2 separate regions of the Drosophila melanogaster genome follow, and region 2 is linked to region 1. The links are chromatin contacts, called in public Hi-C maps. All regions are on one chromosome and are shown on one strand. Each heading gives the region's core, a stretch centred on a gene start, on an enhancer-like site or on the middle of the called end of the contact. The rest is flanking DNA. Distances are from core to core; before and after follow the strand shown. Region 1 holds the start of CG33293. Region 2 holds the start of lds (lodestar).

Region 1 (6,123 bases), core at 1,437-3,936:
GCGTATGACTTCGAGAAGAGTCAGGAGAAGGGGCAGCAACAGGAGGAGGCCGGCCGGGAGCAGAAGGATCCCGAGGTGGAGGCTACTACCATACCGACAGCATTATCATGAATATTCTCATTATCATCCCAGACACACACACACACACTCACACACACAGCCAGCCCCATCGTTCAGAGTCTCTGTCTTTCTCATATAAATACTCAGCCCACTCATTATACATACTCACCCTAATGCGAACAATAAAAAAGGAAAATGTTATTTAATTGAATTTATTTAAGCCTGCCTTTTCACCTGATGACGATGGCGATGTGATGATGATGGTTGGGTTCGTCGGCATGGCAGAACACTTATTTCACCTTAATAATCAAATGAGTTTCCGCTCTCAAATTACGGCCGCAATCTGTTTAACCCGCCGTATCTTAGCCGTATTCGTGGCACCTGTGCAGGGGCCATCTGCACCTGTCTATATGTCTTGGCTGTGAACTGGGGTTGGGTTGGCCCCAAGTGCCGGTATGTATGAGAGGTTAAGTGGGTGGAGGCTCAGGATTCCCCTCCCGCTCGCCGTGTAGTGCCCGCGGTGTCGACAGAAGCTGAAATACACAGAGTGGTGCGAGGCAAGTGTTCTCATTATCCTTGTGCTCTACTTTTTACAGCAGTTGGCTCTGTGGTGCCACGCACAGTGGGTCTGGGCGATTTGTCTCCGGCGGTCGGTGGCCACTTTCCACCCGACTTCGCGTCGAGAGCATAAGGGGTTAAGTAATCAATGACACAATCTGCAATTTTAATGGTGGCGACGCTGCTCTAGAGCGTGGGTTTTCCAAGTGTGAGCCGTTTGATCGCAATCCATTGATTGGAAATTTTGTGAGCAGGAGTATCTACATTGTACCATATTGAATTTAAACTGAAGGGGCATTTGGTCTTTACCGGATTTAGGAATTAAATAGCCACTGCGGGGAGTGTAACTTTTGACTTCCAATTAATAAATCCATTATTTAATTACTTTGTTTAAATCCAGCTGCCGAAGAGGGAAATAAATTACATTTGAACGCGATAATTCGCTTCAATCTTCGTTGGACATGTTCAACAATCGGAAATTCCTTTGCCAACATTATTTCCAACCCATATAAGTGCCTAATGAGCTCCTGGAAAAGTCATCGCGGAATAAATTAATTAAGTGCTTTGAAAACGAGAACCATTCAGTTCAGTTGCATTGCTGATTTACGGCAACTGTCAGAAAGTATAGCGCCGCGTTCAGCACTTCACTGTCTATACATCCGAATGGATTTCACGGACCATTGCACACTGCTCCCACCCACAGGAGCCACATACTCCATGCCCAGGGTTCTCCTCTGTTGCCCCAGGGTCGTGGAAACATCATTTACGATATAATTCTTATTGAAATACACATTTGAATTAACAGTTCCCCCCGTCTCGATGGAATGAGATGGGATAGGATGCGATGGGATGGGCTAAAATGGGTTGGATAGTAGGCCAGGCCAGTTGAACTGAGATGAGGCTGGAAAAGGGAGTGCTTAGCAGGCAGCTTAATGAATTCATGTTCGGACACAGTATGCACACATCTATAGGGATGACCACGGACTCCCAGTTCCAGCGACGGCCTCTTTTTGTGTTCCTGTATTTTTAATTATACACACGTCGTAGCCATTACATTCCATTCGGTATTGTTGTCGCTACATAGGTGACCTCCTGCACTTCAAAAGTATTTGCACTGCATTTCGGCTTGAAAGTTTCTAAAGCCGCACATTGGAATTTTTGAATAAATAAGTATATATGGATAACTCCCTCCAAGGGCAAACAGTAGTATAGAAGATATAATTCGTTCTTTTCCTCCTCAACTTACATGTTTTCCTAGCCCTTGTAGGCCATAAAATGTTTCGAGTGTGGTTCCACCTGCAATCCTTATTCGCATTCGCCATGCCAGTTGCCCGGGTGTGACAGCAGGAGCAGACATTTGGCTCCTGGCTGTGGGTGTGGATTTGGCAGAGACTGGGGCTCCGGATCCTCAGAAACCAACTCCCATCAACGGCATCAACATATTACTCGTACCATCATCGATGCCAGGCGGCAAACGAATATCCAGCCGAAATGTTTGGTTTAATTGGTTTTGTGTTCAGCATTGAATGGTTTATGGGCCGCTTGTGTCTGTCGATGTTATTGTTGGCGTATCCCACATTCTGGGGGATGGGAGATGCCTTTGGACCGCCATGTTCCTTGCCGCAAACTCTTCCAGCCACGTGTACTAGAACGATGTGTCGTTTTGTCAGATTCGGTAATGTAAATTCAGACATATCCTTGTTTTACCTACATTCGCATATAACTTATGTTCCCTCCACTCCTACCCACCACTGCTCGTGGTGTCGGAGGTCTGATGTGGTGACAGCTGTGTGTCTGTTTGTAATGGATAAGTGTTTCCCTGTTCCGTAATTAGCACAAGATTAGCGAACTCACAGACAGCAAACAAAGGGCTGATTTGGCTTGTCTTTTGGCGTGATGCGTGGAATGTATGGGTGGGATATATTGTATAGGATTAATGGAATCTTCACTTGTCTGTTTCCCATTCAAGCCTAAAGAAATAATGAAGGTATATAAAAGGAGGTAAGGACTACCTGCAAAACATTTCGAAAATAAAGGTCAAAGTAGGGCCTGGAGTCGAGCTAAGTTGTCAATGTCGTTTGCGTCCCAGTCCAAATTCAGTTTACATTACTCGGTTACCTCAGTCCGAAGCCACTAGACATATATTTTTTAATATTTTGTAAGGTGCGTAAATACTTAACATTTTTTTTTAAAGTTTATTGATCGATAAACACGGTTTGTGCAGAGATTCCTTCCATTATGGAACGATTCGCACTGACAACCTGCATTCGCCGTGTCTGGATCATGTCCGGATGGCTGCGCCAGGAGGCGGCAATAGCAGCCGGCATGTTGGTGGTGCAGCGACACCAGGTTGAGCTGAGGAATGAGGAGGAGGAGGGGCTCAAAGTCGGACAGCAGACTGCATCCAGTGGCGGTGACGTGGGCGTGGACTCGCAAGGAAGACTCCGCCGCGTGCGGCTGCTAGACGACTACATTGTGCCCTTTGAATGCGGTCTTTGATTCTCGATCCCCATCTCCTGTTCACCGATATGGTTCTGGGCCACAGCGCAGTTAGTTCATTTCGCATTCGAAGCAGTTGGCATTCAAGTAGTTCGATTCGTGAAACCGCTTCTCCAAATTTTGGTCAGACGGAATCTTCATTGTATGCGCTCTACGTGGACGGAGAACGAAAACAAATATTTTAATCGAAGATATAGCCCCAAAAAGCATGTTATTGTAAAATTTTATATTTTCACGAGTAGTTCGCGTTAATCTCGACGTTTTAGCGACATTAAAATTAAACAATCAATGGTGAACACTTTTTATGGTTTACTGAGCTTATAAATCGAGATTGGAATATTTCCGAGATTCCATAAAAAGTTGGAACTAGCCTGGAATTAAATGGCATCCGTTTGAAAGGCTTTTAAATACCCATTACTCATGAAGTGGAAGTGGAATCTTGATGGAAATGTGCAAAAAATAAAGAAAATTCGAGAGGAAAAGTTCATTTATTGCAATTGCTGTGTGTCATGTGCTGCATCTGCGTCAGTAGAATGCGTAAACTACATTTTCTAGCATTTCTTGTTTATATGAACAGACGGATGATTGGACCATGGCCATGCAGTTACTGTTTATGTAATTAAGCTAGATTACTATGTTATCAACATTGTCCCAGATTTTTATGCATGTATACATTTTTTGCAGGTCCATCGCAGCAGACGCAGCGCGAACGATATCTTGGGTAGGCATAAGCCTTACGATGAAGAGGCGGCGAAGGCGCAGCTGCAAAAATCTCTGGACAAACTGACCGCGGGAGAGGGTCCCCATTACAAGTAAGCTTGTATCCATTAATTCAAGTGACTAAACCAATAATGTAAGAGCAAAGGGTATGCTAGATTTAGCGTAACAGAGTTACAATCTGAGTTGATCTGGTCATAACCATAAAAGCTAGAAAGTTAAGACTAAACATGCAGAATGTAGAGAAGTAAGGTTCAGAAACTATTCAAAAATGTAACGTACACACTTTTGAAGAACTTGTAGGATTTTCTTCATTTTATTATATTAATAAGCATTAAGTAGATTTGTCTGATTCATTATAATTGACTCGCTCGTTTGCTGTGCTCTAGAATTGTGAAAGTATACTCAGCCTCGCGGCAAGTGGATTCAGGCATCTTGACCCGCATCGATGCGGATCTAATCGACGGGTCGGAGGAGCAGCACCGCTGTATCGTGGATATCTGGACAAAGGTCTGGGTGAGGAAGGATGAGCACGAAATCACCTTTAAGTGCCGCAACCAGCCGGTGGTCCAGGCCCGACACACGCGATCCGTGGAGTGGGCCGAGAAGAAGACGCACAAGAAGCACAGCCATCGCTTTGACAAGGTGGACCACCTCTTCTACAAGTTCCAGGTGCGATTTGGCCGTCGCTACGTAAGCACCGCCGAGCGCCAGATGCGCCTGCGCATTTTCCGTCAGAACCTGAAGACTATCGAGGAGCTAAACGCCAACGAGATGGGCAGCGCCAAGTACGGCATCACGGAGTTTGCTGATATGACCAGCTCGGAATACAAGGAACGCACGGGACTCTGGCAGCGTGATGAGGCAAAGGCCACTGGCGGATCGGCGGCTGTCGTACCGGCTTACCATGGTGAACTGCCGAAGGAGTTTGACTGGAGGCAGAAGGATGCTGTCACCCAGGTGAAGAATCAGGGATCCTGCGGTTCATGCTGGGCCTTCAGTGTGACCGGCAACATCGAAGGCCTGTACGCAGTGAAAACGGGCGAATTGAAAGAGTTCTCCGAACAGGAGCTGCTGGACTGTGATACCACGGATAGTGCCTGCAACGGCGGCCTCATGGACAATGCTTACAAGTAAGTTACGAGGGAATGAACATTACGATGTAGATACTTATGTAATAATTCCTCCGCAGGGCCATTAAGGATATTGGCGGCCTAGAGTACGAGGCTGAGTACCCATACAAGGCCAAAAAGAATCAGTGCCACTTCAACAGGACTTTGTCCCACGTTCAGGTTGCCGGCTTCGTGGATCTGCCGAAGGGAAATGAGACCGCCATGCAGGAGTGGCTTCTCGCCAATGGTCCCATTTCGATCGGTAAGTCGATGCAGAAAATTAACCCCAAAGCCCACTTAACCAGATCATTTCTCTAGGCATCAATGCGAATGCTATGCAGTTCTATCGCGGCGGAGTTTCCCATCCGTGGAAGGCCCTGTGCTCCAAGAAAAACCTCGACCACGGTGTTCTAGTTGTGGGGTATGGCGTCTCCGACTATCCCAATTTCCACAAGACCTTGCCCTACTGGATTGTGAAGAACTCGTGGGGTCCGCGCTGGGGAGAGCAGGGCTATTATCGCGTTTATCGTGGTGACAACACTTGCGGCGTCAGCGAAATGGCCACTTCGGCTGTGCTGGCCTAGACTTGCTTTGAGTCCAATTATATACAAGCATACGACTATATCTAGGTTAATAATTTAGCCAGTAACTTTGTGTACAATTAATTCTGTTTCCATGTTCTTCAACCGTCACGATAAGGAGTCGTTGAGTTTCAAAGCTTCGCCTATATAGTATAATCATTTCAGACATCTGTAATCTCACGAAAAAGTCTGCATCCACATATTCCGCTTTAATTGAAAATAACAATAAATTGTACAAGAATTAAAACCTGGTTGGGTTTATTATTGAATCCATGACAGCTCTGGCCGCAGCAACAGTTGGTCAAGATTGATGGTTGGTTGGATCAAGAAAAATGTTGAATTTATGTGAGATGTATTCAAATTATTCGATTAAAATGGTTTGATTAAATATGGGTGCCAGAGTATTATTGGCTGTTAAGAAATATTTATAACTGCTTCAATTACTGGAACATTTGACCCAGTGATTTTGATGATTGATTTTCAAACACTTTGTCAGTGTGTAGAAGTGCAATATGTTAATTAGATTTAGACCAGGGCCGTCGCACCGTGGGAAGCCATAGAAAATGAGTGTTTCTGGTGCAGAACCAGCCAGCTCA
Region 2 (6,123 bases), core at 1,282-3,781, 2.7 Mb before region 1:
CACGTGTGTAAATCATCAAAGGGCGAGCAGCGCAAGAACTTGAGCAGGGCATAGACATCCAGTTCCTTGTTTTGAATAGGAGTGCCAGTCAATGCCCAACGATATTTGCCACGTAAATCACACACCGCCAATGATGACTGCGATTTATGATTGCGCACCACGTGCGCCTCGTCCAAAATGATCCGCCGCCACTTGACACCAAACACAGCACTCAAGCTCTTGTGCTCCCGCGCCACAATTTGGTAGGTTGTCACCACAATATCGTAGTCTCGAAGGTACTTTCCCTTCGTCTCCCGATTGTTGCCATGGTGCACGCAAACGGTCAGCTTCTGACGCGAAACCTTCGACTCCACCTCGCTCTCCCACTGACGCAGCAAGCTGGCAGGGCACACCACCAATGTGCCGCCCCTACGCGCTGGAAAATGTAATATATATTCGCCACTTATATGATGCTATTGAATTTAAGAATATAAAACAGAAACACCCTAACTGCGACTTACTATCTTTACGGCCCTTGGATTTCCATCCGGTCACGCTTTTTCGCTTCTTATTTTTATCATCCTCACTGTCGCTGTCACTGCTCTCATCTTTGCCTTCGGACATTTCTTGGCCATTTTTGCAAGCGAGGACAGACGAGATCATGGTTAGAGTCTTGCCCAAACCCATATCGTCCGCCAGGATTCCTCCCCGAGGTAGTTTACGTTCACGCCAGGACATCCAGGCTAAGGCGTGCTTTTGGTGGTTCATAAGCGATACCTTCAGGCCAACAGGGTCCTCTGCGAGCACTTCGGGTCCAGGAAGGTCCTCGAGTGAGACGTGGAGGTCCTACAAAAACAACCATTAATTTCTGTGCAAATATATGAAAAAAAAAAAATGCACGAATCACTTATTCAGTATTCGAGGTTTTAATCATGGCCTGCTCTTGGACAGCCACCGCACAGTAACTCGTGCCCAGCGACTGCCAAGTATGAGCACGCTTCTCAGATATCCGTTCTGACTCATCACATGGAGTAAGGCAAAAGATAGTCTTTGGTTTTTAGGTACTAGCAATAATTGCATAGGACTTGAAAATACATCCTAAGACTATATATTAGACGAACTAACTTGACAGCCCTATTAACCTTACCTTTAGCGATTCCAGGGTCAGTGCCTTCTGGTTGTTAAATGTGGCCATTCCTTGGGCACCCGTGTAGACGGGCTTTATTTCATTGACCGCCTCCGACAACTCATCCCAGTCAAGAGTATCGATTGATGGAGCTCTGGGTGGATTTAGTGTTGGCTTAACCACTCTGACGGCAGGCACATTACTCTGCTGAACCCTTAGTGCGCTAATCCATTGCTCGTCCATTGCGAGCTCACGGCGCAGGGTGTCAATGCGCTTCATAATCTGGCTGCCCTTATCGGGCAGCTTGTGGGCCACTTTCTCGAAGAGCTTCTCCGCATCGCTTACCTGAACGCGCTTTTCGGCCAGCTTACGCATCTCCTCATCGTAGACCACCTGGCTGACCACCTTCTGGTCCTCGCTCTTAATCCGAGATCGACGTGGAGCGGCAGGAGATGTCTTTTGCTTAAGAACCGCTTGTATTGTTGGCTGACTGAGATTCTTGCTTGTCTTGACCACCGAAGCGCCAGCACTGCTTCTGGGCGACAAAGACTTTGATGGGCGTTCAAACGGCGGGCCGGACATGTTTTCCTTATTGGTGGTGGCATCGTCGTCTGTGCTGGATAGTATCTCAATAGGTGTCTCCTTGTTGCTGAGTATGAGCACATCACTGCCACTGGAGTCGTCCAAGACCTCAGAATCCGCAGCGCCAATCGTCGAATGGAGGTCGTTCTGTATATTACCAGCAAACTGTGTGGTGTAGCGCGGCACGACCGCTTCGGCAGTGGGTGCCTCCGTGGGTCCCTCCTGCACTTCATCGCTGTACTCGATCTCGCTGTCGTCATCGCTGAGATCCTGAGGCCGCACTCCAGTGATGCTCATGCGGGTGCTGGGTGACAAAGCGCGCTGTTCCAGCTCGTCCTCCTCATCCTCGCTATCGGAGGGGATTCCCAAGGGCTTCCTCTTAGTGTTCCTAGCGGACGGACGAACGCTGTCGTCCTCAGAGTCTTCTGACTCCTGGGAATTTTGCGAGTTGTCGGACTCATCGGACTTTTCGGATTCCGCAGTCTCACTCGACTGGGACTCTTCCTCCTCTGATTGCGTTTCATCTATAACCACGCCAGCGCTGCTGGGGCGCGAGGATTTGCTGAGTCGCGACGATTTGCTGAGCCGCGAGGATTTCCTTGATCGGCCTGTATTGCATGTTAAGTGAATGACATGAACTGGGCACCAAACTAAAAGCGATCCAAAAATTACTTACCTAAACTGGAGTTGTTGACCACCGAGTCTTCCTCCTTGTCACTATAATACTCGCTGTTTTCACTGGACATTTTTAGCTATAGGTATTTTACAAAAAATGCTTGTAAATCAGCGCCATTTATTTCAGAATGGAGATGCCACCTGATCAAAACAATGCCACAAACTATCGATATTTTAGAAAGCAGAAGATCGCGCCGAGTCGTGTGGCAGGCCAAATAGTTTAAACATCAAAAATCGAGCCTACTGCACATATTTTGGTACCATCTGCCCACAGTGTGAACGCTTCGCAACGAAATGATCGGTTATAATGCACCTTTTAAAATCGATTATCGATTACCCGGTGTTTATTTTAAAAGATTTAATGAATCTTTTAACTTGTCGCTTCGTTTTTTGAGCTTTTAGTTATCAAATGGAATTAGATCGTAGGTTTTCCGGGAGCATTTACTTTGTTGTTCATCCTAATAGAGTCGTTTTCAGTTCCACGGAGTCCGTGTTCGAGATCGGACTTGCCGCCGTGTTGCAGTTTATCTGTGATCTCAAGCTTAAATAATACCCAATCCAGGTATGGAAGCAGTCCAATATACCCAATGGAATCATCTTCACCATCAGATACAACCGAAATCCACAAACAATCGTGCAGCATTCAAGACCAGAGCAGCGTCCCCGTGCCGGACAGCTCTGGTGAAATTAACAACTGGATGGAGCCTGAGCCAGTTGACAGTCTCGAATTGTCAGGTGGTAAGAACCTGGAACATGCAATGCCACTTCTTCTTACTTACCTCGACCTTTCCCCAACAGAATATGCCGACAATGAAAGTGCAATTTTTGTCAGTGCTTCGGAGTATAACGAAAAAAAAGCACAGATCGATCAGCTGGTGCAAAAGATACTCACAATGGAGCAGCAGCAGCGGCAACTGGAGGAGAACGCGTCCGAAACCAAGGAGCTTTGCGATTTAAAGTTGCACCTGGAGAAGCTCAATGCCCGCCTGGAGGCGCTGGGCGAATTCCTGGACACTTTGCGTTTGCGGGAGGACCAGCAGGAGATCAAAATCGAAGATAACTCGGAACTGGTGGACCACACCGAGCAGCCCAAGTGGAGCAATTTGTACTCCGGTCTGAACCGCTATCGACAAAAGGCCAACCACACTGCAGCGCAGTTCTATCAGCACAAGAGCAACATAATCGACAGTCTGAAGGTAAAATACTGACTATTGCACACCAAGGATTAATGGTTTAATAGCCAGGATTAATTGCTTTTATGCTTTTTATTAGTACTTTTATAAATTGTATATTTTTAAATCTTTAAATGCGCCCTATTCTAGACCCTGTATGAGCCCATTCAGCCACGTCCTGCAATCGATGACTTGGAAAAGCAACCCGCTTTGCTGTTAGTGCGCCTGCTAAAGCATCAGCAGTCTTGCTTGAAATGGATGCAATTTCGTGAGCGTCAGAAGATCTCTGGAGGAATCCTTGCCGACGACATGGGCCTTGGAAAAACTCTATCTATGATAGCCCTAATCTTGGCTTCGGAAGAAACTAAGAACAGAAAACGAGAAGAAAAGAAGAAAGCCTTGACGTTAAAGTGGACTCAGGAGTTTAATCGAGTATATTGTAAGGAAATCCGTAAAATCAGCATGTTTGATGATGAAGAAGAGTCTGGAAAGGAGGAGGAGCAGTACGAGCCGCCGGAGAAGCGCACCTGTCACGTGAAGACTAAAAAAATCAATCAATTTCGAATTTTGGATGATGATGATAATGATGCCGGAGACAAAGCTGTAGTGGAGGATGAACAGAAAGATCTGCTAGCAAAGACTCCCGAACCAGAGGTTTTCAGTTCGGATGAAGAGGAGGAGCACTTATCAAACGGCCGCTATCCCTCGGCAAACACATTAGTTGTTTGCCCCATGAGCGTTATGTGTCAGTGGGCCCATGAGGTGGCCTCCAAGGTAGCGCAAAATGCCATTAGGGTGCTGACTTTTCACGGACCCAATCGCCATGAAATCGGAATAGAGGCATTCAGGAGCTATGATTTAGTCATTACCTCGTATAATCTCGTAGTAAACGAGCTTAAACGATATGGAAACACTTCTCCACTGTTCGCCGTGTACTGGAACCGCGTGATCCTCGACGAAGCTCACATCATTCGGAATTCTAAAACCAACTGCTGTAACTCTGTATGCCAGTTGCGGGCGCATTGTCATTGGGCCCTGACTGGAACGCCTGTCCAGAATCGGGGCGTCGATGTGTTCGCCCTGCTGCGGTTTGTAAATGTACCAAACTTTCAGGACCTCCAGCAGTGGAAAAAGAACCTAAACGAAAGCATGCTCGGACATCGCCGACTTAACTTTATAATAAAACCACTAATGCTGCGCAGGACAAAGCAAAAGCTACAGGCATCTGGCGACATGCCTGCGCTGCCTTCCCTTAAGATTGAACTTATATGCGTACAGCTATCGAAAACTGAAATGGCCGTGTACCAGATCCTGTCTGCCATATCCAAAAAAATCTTTACACAGTTCCTGCTCCAACGCGAGAAGGGCAACAGTGATTTAAATTATTACTCTCTGGAAAGAACCCCACAGTTTATAGCCGGACATATGTCCGACGAAAGGTACAACGAGATCTACGAAAGATTCCTTAAGTCGCTTGGCTACAATCCAGGGGAAAAGATCCTTGGTATCTATATCCTGGTGCTACTGCTGCGGCTACGACAGTTTTGTTGCCATCCGGGACTAATGATTGGGGTAAATATATACATATTTTACTTTATCACCCCACATAATCATACTCAACATCTTTCGTTAGATGCTGCGTGGTGCTTTGACCGCCGAGGACGTCCAGAACGTGAAGGTGGATGCCTCAGACGTGGAGGGCCAGCTCAAGATGGATGTCCTTGCCGAGTTGGATAAGTTTGACGAAACCGATAGCGAAGATGACTGTTGTGACGAGGAGGACAGTACTAGAAGAGATGGCAATTTCAAGTTGGAAGTGATAAAAGATGAAATTAAGGAGGAGAATGTGCCATGGGATTCTGGTGATGACCTGCCAACGGCCAGTTCTTTTGAGGATCAACTAGATAGTGCCAGAGCTCTTAAACTGCTCAATCCCCAGAATCCCATCTTTCAGTTCATACGCCCTTCTGCCAAACTAAAGATGGTCATTGATAAGCTAGAGGAACTGCTCACAGGCACCAACGACAAAATCATTGTTACATCTCAGTGGGTAAGCTATCTCGCAATCGTCCGTAAAAGACTGCAGGATCTATCATGGGAAACACTTGACTTTAATGGCCAGCTGACCGCCAAAGAACGCGAGATTGTACTGCGAGACTTTAACGCGAATAACGAGAAGCGCGTTCTTCTACTCTCCCTCACCGCTGGCGGAGTGGGACTGAATCTGAACGTGGCCAATCATATGCTAATTGTGGACCTCCACTGGAACCCGCAGCTGGAGCGACAGGCTCAGGACCGCATTTATCGATATGGTCAAACTAAGCCTACCTTCATCTACCGCTACATGTGCCAGGACACTGTAGAGCAACGAATTAAGTCCCTGCAAGATTGCAAGCTAGAAATTGCGAAAGTTGTGCTTCCAGAGGAAGGAGGAGAAGTGACCAAATGTGTTGGCGGTGGTCTCAACCTCGCGGAGCTAAAGAAACTCTTCGAGATGTGAGTCGAAGTATTTTAGTTAGTTTTAAGAAGATTATGTTTTTTTTTGTTTAAATTGTTCGCATACAAAAGCTTTACAATTTCACCAAAGTG

What was found. Hi-C and Micro-C count contacts between places; a contact is called where the count stands out from the background.
Region 2: a contact with region 1 is called in a Hi-C map of the Kc167 cell line, with 2.4 times the contacts expected there. The contact joins the promoter of lds here to the promoter of CG33293 in region 1. A contact is called at or near these places in 5 of 107 Hi-C or Micro-C datasets (the Kc167 cell line, the S2 cell line, cellular blastoderm embryo and 2 more).

The regions. Positions count from the first base shown.
Region 1 is chr3R:5,237,298-5,243,420 of dm6, reverse strand. CG33293 reads left to right here and starts at 2,686. Exons shown (of 2, transcript NM_206428.2): 1 at 2,686-2,781; 2 at 2,843-3,407. The coding sequence starts at 2,857. The coding sequence ends at 3,117. CtsF (Cathepsin F) reads left to right here. Exons shown (of 6, transcript NM_169033.4): 3 at 3,802-3,929; 4 at 4,224-4,967; 5 at 5,027-5,208; 6 at 5,265-5,770. The coding sequence ends at 5,530. rtp (retinophilin) reads left to right here and starts at 6,106. Exons shown (of 3, transcript NM_141263.3): 1 at 6,106-6,123.
Region 2 is chr3R:7,916,839-7,922,961 of dm6, reverse strand. It overlaps lds (lodestar), which reads right to left and starts at 2,531. Exons shown (of 5, transcript NM_080111.4): 1 at 2,364-2,531; 2 at 1,127-2,295; 3 at 501-825; 4 at 1-415. The coding sequence starts at 2,433. CG10445 reads left to right here and starts at 2,663. Exons shown (of 5, transcript NM_001260045.1): 1 at 2,663-2,784; 2 at 2,840-3,100; 3 at 3,161-3,558; 4 at 3,685-5,106; 5 at 5,168-6,123. The coding sequence starts at 2,950. The coding sequence ends at 6,034. It overlaps scaRNA:MeU2-C41 (small Cajal body-specific RNA : MeU2-C41), which reads right to left and starts at 1,010; the gene lies at 889-1,010.